2 separate regions of the Sparus aurata genome follow, and region 1 is linked to region 2. The links are chromatin contacts, called in public Hi-C maps. All regions are on one chromosome and are shown on one strand. Each heading gives the region's core, a stretch centred on a gene start, on an enhancer-like site or on the middle of the called end of the contact. The rest is flanking DNA. Distances are from core to core; before and after follow the strand shown.

Evidence for each region. A called contact is a pair of places that touch in the nucleus more often than the background predicts.
Region 1: a Hi-C map of an unstated tissue shows a contact between it and region 2, with 8 times the contacts expected there. The contact joins the promoter of LOC115595282 here to the promoter of fam3c in region 2. A contact is called at or near these places in 2 of 2 Hi-C or Micro-C datasets (skeletal muscle and an unstated tissue).

What each region holds. Positions count from the first base shown.
Region 1 is chr14:17,306,667-17,309,366 of fSpaAur1.1, forward strand. It overlaps LOC115595282 (extracellular matrix protein 2), which reads left to right and starts at 1,386. Exons shown (of 4, transcript XM_030439533.1): 1 at 1,386-1,435; 2 at 2,547-2,618. The coding sequence starts at 2,552.
Region 2 is chr14:17,152,140-17,154,839 of fSpaAur1.1, forward strand. It overlaps fam3c (FAM3 metabolism regulating signaling molecule C), which reads left to right and starts at 1,408. Exons shown (of 10, transcript XM_030440702.1): 1 at 1,408-1,530; 2 at 1,919-1,973; 3 at 2,080-2,184; 4 at 2,456-2,482. The coding sequence starts at 1,955. LOC115595197 (sortilin) reads left to right here. Exons shown (of 21, transcript XM_030439361.1): 21 at 99-1,159. The coding sequence ends at 113.

The sequences.
Region 1 (2,700 bases), core at 136-2,635, 150 kb after region 2:
AAATGTTTGATGGAAACTGATTTGCAGAAGAAACTCTGACGCAGCGGACAGTCATTACATTTCTTCGTCGTCTCCGGCCAGCATGCAAGAAACAACAATTCCAACTCGCCTTATCAGAAGTGATTTCCTGAGGAGCTCTCTCCAGTTTGTCTCCTGGTTTGTTTACCTCTGGCCTCTGTTGGCTTCCACATCCAGGCGTGATGTAGCCTCCACTGTGTCACCCTCTCACAAAATCACGCTTTACGTAGCCTAGTTCATTCACTGTCAACAAATGTGTCTGACATTTTACTGAAACATGGCCAATGTGTGCTGATGAGTGTTTCTTTGTATTCCCTGACATTTGATGGAATAAGAAAAGACACATACCTCTCTTAAGTTTTGTCTTCTCTACAGAGTAGATTAAACAAGAATTAAAATGTCAAAATAAAACAATAACTAGATGTTTCTAGCTTCTTTTCGCCATTGGAATAGTCAAAATCTGTCCCGATTAAACAAGTTCTGTTCACTTCACTGAAATGCCTCTCGCTCTGTTGTTTTGACTCTAAATTAGACAAATGTACTTGGAAAGACTTTGAGTTTTTGCAGTGTATTTGTCCGGTGAGACCAGGAGACAGACTGTAAATGTGCTATTTTCTTGCCAAACAGCAGAAATTAGGTTTTTACAGTTATTCTTAAAACTAAAATGATCATTATCTTAATCCTCGTTTTATACCACAGCTGTAAAATGCACTGAATGTTTTTATACTGATACAAGTTGTGACCTAATTGTAAAAAGTTAGCATTCATGATCAATTAAAGTCATTTTTCTTACATTAGGCTTTAAAAACAAGCCCGGAACATAATAAAACACAACCAAACTTAAACTTAAACACATTATTACAAAGTCCCTCATTAGCATCAGCAGTCCACAGACTTCCTGAAGTCCAGAACATTATTAGCATCTGGGTCAAAGGCCGAGCGGTTTCCAGGCGCTACTTGTCGCCCGCCATATAACCACTGGGATGCTAATGTCTCCCCACAGCGGAGCAAACAGAAGCCACTGTAAAAAAGCCGGCGTCACCTCTGACCTCTCTCCCCCTGAAGTCGCCCCGCTTTCCCGCTATTGATCCTCCAGATTCCTCTGGCGTTGAGGGTGAGTGTGAGAATCCTCCTGCAGATAAAGGCACTCAGAGGAGTCATTAACTATGGCTCAGCCGGAGCGTGTGTGTGAAAACTCTCCATGCAGAGACGACTGCTGAGATGGATCATTAAAGTCATATATTGCTGCTGGTGGTGGTGGGTGGTGGTGGTGGTGGGGGTGTGTGCGGTTCAAAGGTTGCCCCATCTCTTCTGGACTCTCTCAGTCTGTACAGAGAGGCAGGTGTAGGTCAACAGGATCAGCCTGACAGATGCAGGAACTCGGCTTTGACATATAAGGAGGCCGCGAACACGTCAGGTAAGCAACATGAATCGCGCTGATTGGACGATGGCTTTTGTTGGATTATGGGAAACTTTTCATATGTTTGGCCTCTGATCTTTAAATGCTAACTCATCAAGCTTCCTTGTTGTTTGGGCTCCAACAGGTTCCCACTGCTGCATATCTATATACAATGATTATGTAAATATGTAGGAAAGTACTGAAGTGGTGATTCTTCCATTGGACACAAACTGAGCTCGGACAATTTGATGGAAGGCGACAAATATACAAAACAGACATGACTAGAAAATCTGTGCAATGACATCAAATAACAATATATGAATCATCTGTCTGAACAAATGCTTCATATACGCTTCTTTTGTTTGCAAAAAAATTACTAACCCTCAGATAAATATATGTTGGCATTACTTATGTTTGGAGTCCAGAGACGTCCAACAGTGAATAAACTCATAAAAGTCCAAAAATCTTCTACCTGCAATGTTGAAAAAGTAATCAAAAGTCGGAGTTGAGTGAAAGTAAAGATGAGACAGACAGAACATTTTTCATGTAAAAGTCTTAAAATATCTGATATTAGATCTACTTCAGTATCAAAAGTACAATTAAAAGTGCATTTTGCATATATTAACATGCATCCATATACTGTCTTCTGTGGGTTGATGGATTTATTATTTTACTCATTTAATCTCCCCGTATTTCACACTCAGTTGTTTATATTTATATTTGCAGTTACCACTGAAGTCACATGCTTTTATTGTGATGCTCTTTGTATCCGTTTAAAGGGGCTAGGTAAATAAAGTTATCATCATTATTATTTATCCGATTTAAATACATTAATCTAAACGTGCTGTGATTCACTTTGGCTCTGATGATGCAGCATGAAATCTTCAAAGCAACAGGAAACATAAGTTATCGAATCAACGTAGTGGAGCAAAAATTAAAACATGGAAGTGGAAGTATAAAATAAATACTTGAGTAAATGTATTTAGTTATATTCCATCACTGGAAACAGATCTCCAAATAGATTGTTTTGGGAGGGCAAGCAGGTTAAGACATTTTTTATTTTTTTGAAGTTCTTGTCCTTCTCTTCATCTTAACTTCTCGTCTGATTGTCCTTCGTGTCCGTCACCAGGTAAAATGAAGGCGCTCACACTGCTGCTCGTGTTCCTCACAGTTTCTGGACATTCATATATTTTGCAGCCCGGTAAGTAAAAAACATCACGTCAAATGTACTGTAGTCATAAACACCTCCGTGCTAATTATTTCACAAGCTTTCCAAAGGGAAT
Region 2 (2,700 bases), core at 158-2,657:
TTCTCAACTATTTCACTATATTTATCTTGTTTTGAGCCCATGAAAACTGTGATTTCTGCACGCTCGCTGACACGTTTTCTTCTTTTTTTTTTCTGCAGGATCTTATTGAATGACACATGACACATTTTAATGGATGTAATAAAGATTCATGGTCGGAAGCAGCCCTGAAAAAAGACTTTGTTGGACTTATCTCTGATGTTTGGACCGGAGCACTCACGAGGATCTGAACGACAAGCATGAAAATGTATTAATTTATTGAGCTGACTGTCATTTCATTGCTTTGCTTTGCTTTTATGTGTACAGTATTTTTTTTTTATTTTTTTTGAATTATTGTTATTTTAGTTTTACTCTGTGTTGCAGCACTTTTTTTTACTCTCTGTCCAATGTGAAAAACAAACGAGACAAATTCAGAAAATGTGCATTTTTAAAAACAACAAAAAACAAAATACAGCATTTTATTCTCACGTGTTCTTTGTACTGTGTGTGTTCGGGTTAAGTTAAATGCACAATAAACGTTTTATAGCATCTGTCCACCAGAGGGCGCTGGCGGTGCTGTCACGTGTCTAATCTGCCTCGATTTAAACAGAGAAGAAGAAAAATGAGGAAGTCGGTGCGAGTGTAACGAAGATATGTTATTGAGAAGATGTATTACTCCTGAAAAAAAAAATCACCACCACTACTACTACTACCACCACCACAATGGTCGTATCAGAACTGTGTTATATGGTTGAATATGACATGGCACTTGAGTCTCAGGTTAAAAAAAGAAATTAAATGGGCTTAAACATGTAGAGATCATTGTTTTAAGAACCAAATATTAGTAATAACCTTTTCCTTCATTGTCATTTTTAGAGTGTAAGAGTGTAAGAAAATTTTACATTTCAGAAGCATTTCATGGGATTATTTTGGATGACACAGTGATGACACAGAGTTAAAATGTATGTTGTATTGATAATAATAATAATAATGAAATTGTTGTTTATAATAACTGTTTTCTGTGAATCTGCTTTTGAAACATGTTAATTTGTATAATATGTGGTCATGTATTTATAATTTTGAGAGCCTACATTGCAACATTTTACACTGTGAACTGTGATTTTTTGTTGTATTAGTGATACAAACTACAAAACTAATTAAATAAAAGCTGAAATCACCCCTTTCCCCTCCTGTTTAATGAATGAGATATTGCTGTCAAGGAAGTGTTGTTTTCATCATCTTTGTGTTACTGTCATTGTATTTATTAATGTTTTTGCAAATGTTGAATATATTCTTGTTGATTTCAACTGAGAACATGGGGATTTTATCTTTTAATGGCGGACAACCTCGGCTGAAAATAAATATTTATTGAAAGAAGAAATAATAATTCCCCCCACTCGTTCGTCTTCGATTTCTCCGACAGAGTGGAGCATCTCACCTCCTGCCCACCTCCCCCGTTTAACAGTCTATTTCAGCTGTCATCCCACAGATCTCTCCAGTCCGGGACACCGTCGGCCACAGCCGGTGCAGGTGGTTATCATAGCGACTGAACGGGTAAGTTAAACAAGGTCTTTACATCCTTCTTCAACTTCTTCCCCGTTATTTCTATCACTGAATTCCCGGAGCAAAGATAGGCAGAGAAGAGGAAGTAACGGTGTACGAGTCAACGTCAGTTTTCACACTTGACGCCAGTTAGCTTGCCAAAACGTCGCCTCCAGGCAGTAATACCGGCACTTAACTGAGAATAAATGCATTATAACAGTTGAATTCCCTGTGACAGCTAATTCAGCGAAAGCTAAAGTGAGGTTAAAACACTTGACTAACTTTCTGTGGTGTTAGCTTTTAGCGCCATGTAAACCGTTATTAGCAAGCTAACGCGTCGTCACCGAAAGTCAACCTGAGCTGGCTGCTAGCATTTGTTTGTTTTGTTTTGTCCTGACAGGGTGTTAGCTTGGAGAGAAGGGGCTGGAGGCTCGCAATGATGCTTCGGGCCGGCGGTAAGCACATGTTCCTTAAGATACCGAGCAATTATTGTGCGAATGTGCTGTTTACAATATGATAAATGGCGCCTGACAGCTTCATCTACCTCTCTTCTCTCTTCAGGTATTTTGAAGTTGGCAGCGCTCATCTTTGCGTTCCTCCTGGCTGTCTTTCTGGCTTTCCAGCTGCTGGAGATCAACACGGATTTTAAACTGGGCAGTGTGATGTGTGAGTACCAAGTGTTTTCTCAAAAAACGAAACCAAGCGGCCATTTAAGATTTGTCTTGTTGTAAAGGAAACCTGAGGTCTTTTTAATCCATTCATTGTGAGGGGTTGTTTTGTGGCAGTGTCGCCTGGAGGCTCAGAAACCAAATATGGTTCATTGTTGTTCTATGTTATGAGGGTTTCGTGCTGGATTTTCCCACGGAGCTGCCCTTTTTATGTGTCCATTTCAGATGAAAGTGTTCTCAAAGATGCATGTATTTCTTTTGCTTTTCAGCCAGATCGGTGCCTGTGAATGAAGCCCGTAAGTATGCTTCTATTCTAACAATTTCCTCTAATGGATTTGCTTTATTAAAGACTGATGCATGCCAGAGGAAATCTGTCCATACCCGTCGACAAGAGTGCTTATAATTATGGTTAAATCCTGCAGTATACAGCTAGATAATGGCACATGAATCTCAGCCCCCATAATCAACCAGGGCTGATAATCAATAATCTAGAGTTGCCTTTTGTTGTGTGTCT